3 separate regions of the Mus musculus genome follow, and all the other regions are linked to region 3. The links are chromatin contacts, called in public HiCAR-type and HiChIP or PLAC-seq maps. All regions are on one chromosome and are shown on one strand. Each heading gives the region's core, a stretch centred on a gene start, on an enhancer-like site or on the middle of the called end of the contact. The rest is flanking DNA. Distances are from core to core; before and after follow the strand shown. Region 1 overlaps Prkca (protein kinase C, alpha). Region 2 overlaps Prkca (protein kinase C, alpha). Region 3 holds the start of Amz2 (archaelysin family metallopeptidase 2).

The links. HiCAR-type assays count read pairs that join an accessible place to other places. HiChIP or PLAC-seq counts read pairs in DNA pulled down with a chosen protein or histone mark.
Region 1: an H3K27ac HiChIP or PLAC-seq map of large pre-B cells shows a contact between it and region 3, with 2.7 times the contacts expected there. The contact joins the enhancer-like site here to the promoter of Amz2 in region 3. A contact is called at or near these places in 1 of 39 promoter capture datasets (the C10 cell line), 2 of 115 datasets of contacts at active chromatin or transcription factors (astrocytes and large pre-B cells) and 1 of 9 other capture datasets (liver).
Region 2: a contact with region 3 is called in a HiCAR-type map of astrocytes, with 5 times the contacts expected there. The contact joins the enhancer-like site here to the promoter of Amz2 in region 3. A contact is called at or near these places in 3 of 39 promoter capture datasets (the C10 cell line, pre-B cells and stem cell-derived epiblast-like cells), 3 of 115 datasets of contacts at active chromatin or transcription factors (astrocytes, large pre-B cells and pancreatic cancer cells) and 1 of 9 other capture datasets (adipose tissue).

Annotation. Positions count from the first base shown.
Region 1 is chr11:108,220,927-108,224,824 of GRCm38.p6, forward strand. The region is part of intron 2 of Prkca (protein kinase C, alpha); the gene reads right to left. Among named protein-coding and RNA genes, the nearest start is that of Gm11655, 50 kb to the left of the region's middle. Within about 2 kb of position 2,010, at least 167 of the 459 cell types and tissues checked have an H3K27ac peak or open chromatin away from gene starts, as enhancers often do. A contact at or near this core is called in astrocytes and liver, where this site is marked.
Region 2 is chr11:108,148,669-108,152,536 of GRCm38.p6, forward strand. All of the region lies in intron 3 of Prkca (protein kinase C, alpha), which reads right to left. Among named protein-coding and RNA genes, the nearest start is that of Gm11655, 22 kb to the right of the region's middle. Within about 2 kb of position 1,928, at least 122 of the 459 cell types and tissues checked have an H3K27ac peak or open chromatin away from gene starts, as enhancers often do. A contact at or near this core is called in astrocytes and pancreatic cancer cells, where this site is marked.
Region 3 is chr11:109,424,616-109,428,072 of GRCm38.p6, forward strand. Amz2 (archaelysin family metallopeptidase 2) reads left to right here and starts at 1,331. Exons shown (of 9, transcript NM_025275.4): 1 at 1,331-1,415; 2 at 1,871-1,960; 3 at 2,355-2,482. The coding sequence starts at 2,471.

The DNA of each region.
Region 1 (3,898 bases), core at 760-3,259, 1.2 Mb before region 3:
GTGTATTGTCACGGCCACTGAGTTGAGAGCCAGTGTCCACCTAGAGAGACCTCACAGGAACCAACCATAATGTCTGAATAGAGATCGGCCACATTGTGAGGTGACACATGGACATGAACTTCGGAAGGACACTGTTGGAGTGCCACACAGAGAAACCAGGAGGGAAGCATGGGGAAGGCAAACAGATGAGGAGAGCCATGCCTCCAAAAGAGGTCTCTATGAACTCTGTGCTCTGCAGGCCTGACCCAGACACCAAGGCATGAACAGAGTGCAGCGTGCGCTTAGGTTTCTTCCAGCCCCGAGGTCTTGGATTCCAAGTGGAAGGAAATCTCCCACCCACACGTTAAGAACCCAGTTCATCCAAATGCCACAGCAGGCTGTTTGCTATAAGTCGGTGAGGATGAGTGAGCTTGGCACAGTGGATCAGCGCTTACACAATCAGAGATACTAGGATAATCTTTCTTGGTCTATAAACTCACAAATGCTTCTGCATTTAACCATCTTCCTGGCGGCTCCACTTGAAACGTTCTTGGGGGCCTCTCTTTTCTCAGAGCACCCACCCCCAGCCAGACACACAGAACCATCTTAGAACCTAGAAGTCCAGGCAAGGGATGGCGTCTGTGTGATTATGAGAGGCAGTTCCCACCCCCCAGGCACACTTGTGAAGGGTGGGGAGAGCCAACTAAAATTAATGAACTTTTCCTGCCAAAAAGAGCTCGGCTCCCAATTCGGTCATGTGTTGCCAAATAGACAGTGTGAATGAAGTCAGCCTGCGAAGAAAATAAGAACATTCCAGAGGAGCAGGAGTTGGAGACACGCTGTCCCTGACTTCAGCACACTGATCTAAAGATATCCCCCACCCCAGCAGAAGCAGCCCAGACCTGTAGCTGATTCACCCATAGAATGTTTCTCTCCACAGCGCACTCAATATTTTGTAGCCTCTTGTTAATTCCCACCTCCCTTCTGTAAGCCCCTTTGTTACCTGGTCTCATCCTCTGGCTCCTCTGAGCTCAGAGGAGGCCCCTCTCTTTCTCTGACCCCAGCCATGGTCAGTGATAACAGGACCCACAATACCTACCTAAGTCTTAACTCCTCCACCCTTTACATCACAGTCTGTTTTCCCCTATACCATAATAAAAGAATCTGATGTCAACAGCCCCGTGGCACTCCTGGGTCCTTACCACTCTCAATGTACTTGGCAGAAGACTGTCAGCCCTGAACAACTTTCCCCAGGAAGCTGGCATGCTGAAGGGAGAGCCACAGGGCCTTAGCACCTGCCAAGACAGCCATGTGCAAGTGCCTGCCCCAGGGAGGACAATAGCCTGGCTCAGCTAGCGCAAACTATAATTGAAGCTGAATGCAATTAATTGTATAATTCTGAGTCATTTCAGATTAATTCTGCTAAAATTCAAATCCTAAAAGTAGGGCACGAGAAAAGAATCAGTTTCACAAAGAAATCAGACATAAATAAAGTCTACACCAGCCCTGGGTTTTTGCCCAACACTGAGAGCTAAGCACAATAACATTGGAGTTATCAATCAAAAATAAATTTAACCCAAATACAATGATATCACAACCCACAGTTTTAGATGCTAAAAAGCCTAAGCAGCCTTGTTATTTGGTCTAAGAAAAAAAAATGTTATGATATTTGGATGCCTGTGTCTGTCTACTCCCGGAGACTTTCATGTCATTCAGTCTGAAGTGGATAATGAGGACCACAAGAACAATCAAACCAGCTGTAGAAGCTGCAGTCAGAAAGATGGGCGTGGCCTGTGGGAGACCAGATGGCCGCACTTAAACCCTGGTTTCCACTCTCTCCTTGGGACCTCCTCGAGTTCCAGTTCCTGCTTCACCACGGAGCCTCCTGACTTCATGGGAGCCTTCTCTGTGGTGTCAGGCATGGATATGCCATGGCCCATGGCCATCTAGCCAGTAGGAAGTGAGCGGAGGTAGACTTCTGCATCCGGACTCAGGCCTCTGGGGTGTGGAGGGCTGTCAGCTTCCGCCTCCCAAATACTTCTGAACTTACAAAGACAGCAAACGCAATCAGGGAAACAGTGAGGGGCTCTGTGCACACAACATGGGGACTGGGTGAGTTCCTGTGTCTTTGGAGAAACACCCAAGGTTCCAACGGGGTTCAGAAAGCTGGGGTGGAACTCAGTGGTAGAGTCATGCCCTGATGCGTGAGGTCCTGGTTCTGTGGCTGACCTGGGAGTGGGGTTAAGGAGAGTTCGCTCTAGAACCATCTGTGGGCTTTTGGAATCTAATTTTACATTGAAGTGTGCAAAGCTCTGTTCTTAAAAGCATCTGTGCCATGAAAACAAGCAGAGCCCGTCTGCATCTTGTGACCAAACACTCCAAGAAGTTCTTGGAAATTGAAAGGTCTCAGGAGGAACCGGAAACCTCAACACCCATCAGGGCAGTTCCTTATTCCTGTCGCACACAGCTGCGCTGCCTGCTCCTCGACACTTCTTGTCAGCAGATGGGTTCCTGTGAGAACAGATGATCCTCTCTGTAAGTGCCCACACAGAGGACTCTGGAAACACCTGTGTTGAACCAGGACTCAGGGTCCCATTCCAGTCAGCTCTGGGGCCTGGGCCACTGTCAGACACCAAGTGGCTTGTGAGGGACAGATGGGGGCTCTCCTGAGGTCACTTAGTGTCCAGCTATACGAAAGCTGTGAGGACACAGACATTTCTCCAGACAAAATGAAGCCACTGGCAGTATTTTCCAATAAGCCCAATCCTCTAGGCTCCGTGGCTAGGAGGGTCACCCACTGCCTGTACTGATTCAGTCGGTTTAGAAACGTCTCTGTGACACAGGGGGGTCATAAACAACTTCATATAAATGAGAGACGTGCTCAGCAGAATGAGAGGCCTGCTGGAGGCTGCGAGGGAGGAAGCACTAATCTGATTTACTCCCCGGCGATGTCCCGTTTCCAATCCAATTTTCTGGACACTGAGATGGAGACAGGATCGAAATGGTATTTGCCAGGAGCAAGAAGAGAGATATTTCTGTCCCCTGGCCTTTGTCTTTATTAGAGATCAGCCCGGAGTGAGCCAAACTCTATAGGAAGCCCAGGGTTCATAACATGACTTTGTGTCAGAGACTTTGATTCATGGTCTTGGCTGGCAGGCAGGGCTGTGGGCAGAAGACGGGGACCCAAGCTCTTTCCCTGCTGGGCCCTGACATAGTGGGGATCGGTTGCCTGGGCACTTACAGGAAGGGTTCTCTGATGATCGAAGTGCAACCAACTCATCCATAATAGCTGTCCAGCCCTGGACACTGTGAGAATATGAACATTTAAGTTTTTCCTCCGAGTAGGCTAATTAGGGGAAAAAAAAATCAAAGCTACTAGCATTCTGTGAACTAACACAGTTTCAATCATGTGTGGCTTACATGCTATCAAAACAAAAGTCAAGGGACTGGACAGATGGCTCTGCTGTTCAAAGCACTTGCTGCTCCTGCGGAGGACTGGAGTTCAGTTCCAAGGACATCAGCTTCTATCAGAGTCTGTCATTAGCATTTCTGCTCACAGTCGAGGGGGAAAACAGAGCGCCCAGTAGGCATGGCTGAAGCATTTAAATGTCACTGGACCAATGCGTAGACTTTGCTTCCCTCGAAAGACAGATCACACGCTAAGTTGCCAAGTTTAATCTGTTTTCATCCACATACCATTTAGTTAATGATCAGGAAAATCAGAGAAAGGACAGCGACAAACTTGGGATACATTTGCCTCCTGGATCATCAAGAACTTATCGCCCCTCTCCTTCCTCATTAGTAACACACGGGTTGGGGGGTGGGGGAAGCTACAGAAGAGGCCAGGGAGTGAGTTTCACTTTCACCCAACCCCCAAAGCCTCACTCAGCAGGGGAGACACAGGAGGCAGTTTGAGGGA
Region 2 (3,868 bases), core at 678-3,177, 1.3 Mb before region 3:
TGTGGGATTCCACCCTGTGGCTTATTATCAGCCGCACACAGAACAAATGTGGTCAATCTATCTTTGAAAATCTGCTTGCTGTGGGGGCCTAGGAGCGTTTTTAGGGTCTTATCTGCACTCAGGACTCTGGTTGTTAAGTGAAAATTGAGAAGCAGGGCTTCATATTCTAAACAATGTCACTGTACATTTTATAGAGCTTGTGACATTCCGCAACTTCCAGGACACTGTTCTGTATCCGTGACACTAAGGAGAAGTGTTTTTATTTAATTTTCCTTGGTACACCCAGTCACTTTAGAAGAACCTGGGTGGCTTTTCCTAGTGGTGGCCACATGGACTTGGTGTACTTCCCCAGAGCAGTAAGAAGCGGCTTGGGAGCTCAGCTCTGAGCAGGCTGTGTAATTTCTTCTCTTGGCTGTAACAGTCATCTGCCTTCTCTGGGGCTATCTTGGTTTGGAAGATGGAAGGTATTTATTTTTCTTCCACATCCAGATCTAGAAGGAAAAAAACTAGCTTTGGATCCCAGCCAACTGTTCTTTGTTTCAAAAATCAATATACGCCTTGGAGGAAACAATATTAGCAAGGGGCCACACCCCCTGAAGCTCCTGGCATAGTAGCCGGTCTAAGAAGCCTGGAGATGAGCCTGCAGAGGGGAGCTGGAGGAGCATACTCTACGAACCTCCATGACTGCAATCTGCAGCCGACTTTGCTTATCTCATCGGTGGGAAAACAGCATGCGGCAGATTAGAACCTAGCTCTAAAAGCCACTCTCTGCACCATTCTTTATCAAACTTCCTTACTTGAGCCACTGCAAAGATGACAGTCATTGCACAGTCTCTGATAAACTCCCACCATCCCCTGCAACTAGCGTTGCAATGACCGGTGAACTCAATCGAGAACAAGTAAGAACATCTGCTTCTTATGTTGTTGTTTCTACAACCCAAAGCTATCATATCAATCGACCCTTTTGGTATTCCCAATGTGACAAGTATTTAAATGCATCTAAACCTGCAGTACATCAGCAAGATGGTTTTAGGAATTGGAATTTCTGTTGCAATTCATAAATAATCAAGTAAAATTCTAATTATTTTCAAAAGAAGAAGAAAAAGAAGAAGAAGGAGGAGGAGGCGGAGAAGGAGGAAGAGGAGGAGGAAGAAGAAGAGGAAGAGGAAGAGGAAGAGGAAGAGGAAGAAGAAGAAGAAGAAGAAGAAGAAGAAGAAGAAGAAGAAGAAGAAGAAGAAGAAGAAGAAGAAGAAGAAGAAGATCTGCTTCTTATGTTGGTAGGAGTCCCATAGACACCTGTACACACCTTGCCCATGTGGTCACTCAACACATGGGTTGTCCTTTTCTTAACCAGGAAAAGAGATTCGGGAGGGACAGAGAAATGCACTACACCCAAGAAGTGTCAAGTCTAGAGGTCCAACCAGAAGGACATTGATGACCTTTCACCACACACCTGCATGTAAATCATAGTCAATCTCCACACCACGGGAGGTTTGGGGTCTCTCCAGCAGATGAGGATGCAGAGGAGTAAGGGACCCGAAGCTAGAGCAGCTGAGAAGGTCACACACAGTCTAACCCCCTGTTCCATCCCAGTGTCAGCCATCTGCAAATGCCAGACTCCTACTTTCCCGCGCCACCAGCCTTGCACTACATAGCTGCAGACAGCAGAGAACTTTGTCATTGGCTGCTTGACACTGAAGAAGCCCCACTAACTGCTGCCAGCTACCCAATCCACTGCCCGCCTGGGGCTATTATAACATGGTCCACTATTCTGGGAGGACCTCCATCTCTGGCTGATTCATTCCTCCTCCACTGAGCAAAACCCTAGCGGCACGGCTGTCTTGTTCTAGCCTTCCTTCCACACCGGCCCAACCCGAGCCGGGTTTTGCAGAAAGCTGCCTCCCTGTCCGCCTCCTCACCGCTGCCAGGGCTCCTGACTGGGCTGAACAGCTCCTGGTGAATGTTACCCTTTGTCTCTGGAGCCCAGGGCTGGCTCTGATGGCTGGAAAGCTTGAACAACAATGATGAATCAGAGTATTTATTTTTGAGGTTTTTCTCCAAGCTGCCTCTTCATCAGGCCTTAAATAGCAGCATTCAAGCTGCCACAGATACTTCCAAAAGTTTGCTGGCCTGGAATTCCCAGGAGGGAAGAACTTCGTCTTCCTGGCAACAAACTGGAGCTCAGTGATGCCCTGACTGAAAGAGGGGCACAAGCTGGGTTTCTCAAGAGATGGCAGCCTTACCTGATTAAATTGATTATGCCATTTTCCCTGTTCCTGAGCACCCTCCCCCCACCCCTCACCCTTGCAGGAGAAATGGCGTATTTCTGTTTCCAAGTGTGGTGGCCTTTTCAAAACCTGTTTTCTGCATTTCACTCTTTCTTAATTGGTGCCACCTAGAGCCAGGTCTGGTCTGTTCCACCCAGGGCCAGGAAACTCAGCTTTCACATAAAGAATGATCCACACACAGTGTAGTTCTCTGATGTTAAAAAACAAACAAACAAAACAAACAAACAAAAAAATCAAACAAAAAGAAAAACAAAAAAACTTCATTTGAAAGTTAACAGTTCTTGTTAAGATCGAACGGTTCCATGAAACCACGGAAAAGAACCCCAAGAAGCATTTGCTTTTCTTGTTACATCGTTTGGCCCCCTCAGTCGGAACAGAAAGGTACTTCGCGCCTGAAGCATGTGTTTGACATCACAGATATGCCTGCCCAGGTAGCCGCTTTCCAGGAGGGAAAGAAGTCTGAACAGACAAAACAAACAGGAAATGAGAGCAGAGGGTCATAAAACAGACCCAAACCCAGTGAAAGTGTGAAGATGGAAGATGTGGTGCAGAAACACAGTGACACAGTGACGCAGTGACGGGAGATACTCAGCTCCGGAGACACCATCCTAGTGCGTCTGCCTGTGAACAGAGACATGCTGAAGCGGTCAGAAGGGAGGGTACTGTTCTTTTCATGACAGTCTAGATGATAAGAGGGTTTAACTGCTGCTATGATTGTGTGCCAATGAGGGCCTTGGTGTGGGCCCTGGAGAGAGCCTGGTCTCCACAGGAGGGCACACTGGCCTTCCCTGAAAATGCCCTGAAGTCCATTAAGCATGCCACGCTGTCAGGTAATTTGCTCATTGGAATGCTTCCTGACTAAAGGCAGACTTCTCTCACACTGGCACCCATTCCACCTAGCAAAGCGGCCTTGAAGTCTCACGTGCTCATAACTGCAAACAGAGCATAGACCGGCCACCAGCACACTAACACATAAAGATGGAGATGGCCACCCCTCCCTCTCACTGGAGAGCTCTTCCGATGCTGTAGGTTCACTCTTGTTTATCCGTGAGCCCACCCAGGGATTAGCAAGTCTCCCATCTTGAGGAATATAAAACCAAGGCCTAGCACCTCTGAGAGATTCACAGCTGTGAGTGTGAGCAATGAACCTGGTCCTTTACCCTGGTTACACGCTTCCCAAGGGGTCGGCTCTGGAATCTCACTGTTCCGTTGCATCAAAACGATGCAGAGGAGGCATGCAGGGTTCAATTTCAGTACACACATTGAGCTTCAGAAGTAGGAAAGGGGAGAACACTTTAGCAAGGGTCAGGAAAATGACCAGACTATACTGCAGCAGTAAGGAGGAGAGAGGGTCTGTCTGTCTGTCTGTCTGTCTGTCTGTCTGTCTCTCTCTCACACACACACACACACACACACACACACACACACACACACACTTCATCAGAACTGGGTTATATGATTCATGGCACGCCACACAGTACGCAAGTAGCATCTGGGTCATAGAGAAAAGCTGTCAGCACCGAGTCTTCCCAGGGATGTTAATTTTTAAGAGGTCCCGTGCATATGTAATTTTAAAATCT
Region 3 (3,457 bases), core at 81-2,580:
AATTATGAATAGTGGGAGACAGACTTTTCATTAGTATGGAAGGGAGTGCACACAGAAAAATGGAAAGCAGGAACCTTGTGGTGTTAGACTGCAATCAGAGTGATTGGTAGGAATTCCCAGTGTAGGTGTCCTGTGACTACTTAGAAAAAATTGCTTGTTTAGAAGCATGCTCTGGAGTATTTACACTAAAGGGGCATCATGTCTACAGCTGATTAAAAATGTCCCGGGAGAAAAAAATGGTCAGGTTGTTGGGGAGTGACCTCATGGGAGGAGAAAGAGGATCAGAGGGGGTCCTGGGGAAATATAACCGAAGTATGAAAATTTGAAAGAATATACATGTATGTGTCTCTCTCTGTATGTGTGTATACAGTGCTCAGAAGTCAGACACAGGAACATTCTCTGCTACATAGTGAGTTCAAGGCCAGCCTTGACAGGAGACCCTCCCCAAATAAGCCACTTTTGTCAACTTGGTAAGGGCAGTAAGGACAACATATATGAGCCTTGTTATAATAACTGGGCAAGGATAATTAGAGCAGTGTGCACAAGGCAAGAAGAGAGCAAAAAGTTTGGGGGTTGGGTAGGAAGAAGGGTACAGACATGTGGGGTATGCAGTCTTTAACTTCCAAGGATGAGAGGATGTTGATAAAATAGTGGCATCATCCCCTTGTTTGACCTTCCTGGGGCCAGAAGCGCCCAGAGATGCAAAAGGATTGAATAGGTATATGCTGGGGGCGGGGATCAGGAGATCTGGCCCTGGGGTTTCCCCTTCCAGAGTCTCCTGGGGGTCCGAGCTCTAAGCTCTTAGTTCCCCAAGTACCAAAGGCAACCCTATGCCCCACGCCCTAGGATGCAGCCCTGCTTCCTGACAGCGGTGAGGCCGCGACAGTCGGGCAAACCGACTAAGAAGGGAAAGTCCAAGCGGGTGATGTGTCAAGCCGCGGACACGGCTGACTTATTTGGACCCAGTGGTTAAATTACTCAGGCTCAGCCCACGGCAGGTGGTTCCGTGACCCTGCACCGCCCGCGAGGAGCGGGTCGCGGCGCCCCCGTGAGGGCCGACGCGAAACAGCGACGACTGGGGACTGTCCGACACTACATCGCCCCCTTACTACTTTAGTCAACCACACACAGCGTGAGTGTTGTGAAATGGACAGAGGTCACGCCTTCGGGGCGGGGTTACAGCACATGGGCGGGGCCTTTCTGGAGGAGTGGGGCGGGCTCAGTGTTTGGAGGAGGAGCCTTAGGAGGGAAGAGCGCAGATAGGAGGCGGGGCGACGATTGAGGGGCGGGAAGACGGGTCTTGCTAGTGGGCGGTGTGGGCGGGGCATGCGTGAAAGGGTGAGGTGCGTCCGCGCGAGGCGCATGCGTGCTAGGACCACCGTGGCAGCTTGAGGGCGGCCTAGAGGCCTGTCCGGGTGAGGGTGGTATGAGGAACCGTCAGGGCTGGGCAGGGGAGGAGGAGGAAGGTGTTGATCGTTGGGGAGGAGCGGATGTGGTGGGAGGGATGGCTGCGGCGGAAGCAGAGGGGACCTCGGGGGCAGGATGTCTCTTGGGAACAACGCGGGCCTTTCCGGTTGCTCCCTGGGTAGAAGACGCGAACTCTGAGTTCCGGGGAGGCCCCCCACTTTTGACTCAAGCAGAGACTGGGTGGCGTCTGCACCGGCCGTGCAAGTTGCTATGGGCAACCAGCTAGCACGTCTGGCGAGACCCACTTGGCGGGAGATGTTCCGGTTATAGAACCGAAGCATCTTAGGCCCCCGGTCCCTGCAGTGACTGTACGATGGCTCCCTGCACACTTCTTCAGCGACACCATCCACGTTGGACTAGGATGTGGAGGCCTTCTGACTTTCCACTCTGTCTCTTTTATTAGGGTGAAGGCCACACCCCTTTGCCAGACATGCATTGTCCTTAGAAAAACATAAATGGAAAAACAGCAGCTGGAGATTTCTCCTTTATAAAGGTAGGTAGACTGAATGGGGCCATGGTGATTTATTTTTTTTTTCTTTTTAAATTTCATCCTGTAAAAATAAAATCTCAGCCCAGATGTGCAGTACCGAGATGAGCTACACTCAGCGTAGTCTCTAGGATCCTTTCTAGTCAGTGTCACCCTCTTGAGCTCCAGAATTCAGAAGTTCACTGAGCACAGCAGTTAGCTTAAATTTCAAAATCAGTCGTTAATAAACTGAGAAATACAGAGAAACCCTGTCCCACCCCCCAACCCACCCCCAAAACAAAGCAGAACAAAAAACCAGCCAACCAACCAAACAAACAAAAATGGAAAAGGCCCTCAATTAGAAAACACAAACTAAATGGACAGAAACATTCATCTTTTTTTTCTTTTCTCACTCAAAAAGCGTCTGCTTGGTATGAAGGATGAACGTGCCACGTAGGGACTTGATAGGAATGGGGAAAGTCCTGTCACCATGAGTATGGCGTCTCATTGGTCATCTTAGATCTACCCCCGTGTCTTATGGCTGACAAGGTAAGCGTAAGGGGCTGAGATGGATCTTGCCAACCTGCAGTTAAATAACAGAACCATTACTCTTTTCCTTATTGAATATCTTTGAGTGACACTGGAAGGGATGCCGTTGATCCTGTGGACAAAGTGAGTCAGCTCAAAATATTATGATTGTTTTCAAATGACAGAGGACGTTGGGCATCAGTAGGATTTAAGAGTCACCGCTAGCCAGGCAGTGGTGGTGCACACGTTTAATCCCAGCACTTGGGAGGCAGAGGCAGGCGGATTTCTGAGTTCAAGACCAGCCTGGTCTACAGAGTGAGCTCCAGGACAGCCAGGGCTATACAGAGAAACCCTGTCTTGAAAAACCAAAAAAAGGAGCTGTTAGTTACTGTTTTTGAGACAATGTTGCTATATAACTCAGGCTGAGTGTCAACTTTCAATCTCCTGCCTCTGTCTCCTGAGTATTGGTTTACAGGTGTCGGCACTATGCCCAACTTGACAGTAGTTACTAGGATGGGAACAGCAGGCTCAGTGGGAGATACAAGAATGGTCTGAATGAATGGTTTTCCTTTTAATTCTTTCGTTACTTTCCCCCAATAAACTGATTGGACGCGGAGAAAACATTCTTTTTTATTTATTTATTTATTTTGGATTTTTTTTTTTTTTTTTTTTTTTTTTTTTTTTTGAGACAGGGTTTCTCTGTGTATCCCTGGCTGTCCTGGAACTCACTTTGTAGATCAGCCTGGCCTCGAACTCAGAAATCCGCCTGCCTCTGCCTCCCAGGTGCTGGGATTAAAGGCGTGTGCCACCACACCCGGCTGACAGCAAGCATTATTACACAGAGGAAATAAGAAAAAAAAAAGTAAGAAAGAAAGAGAATGAAAGAAAAATTAAAATTAAAAACAACCTTTTTAATTAAGTCAATCAGAATTCTTCCACTTAGAATTAATTACATGTGGATTCTAAAATACATATGCTTGTAGAAATACGTGTATT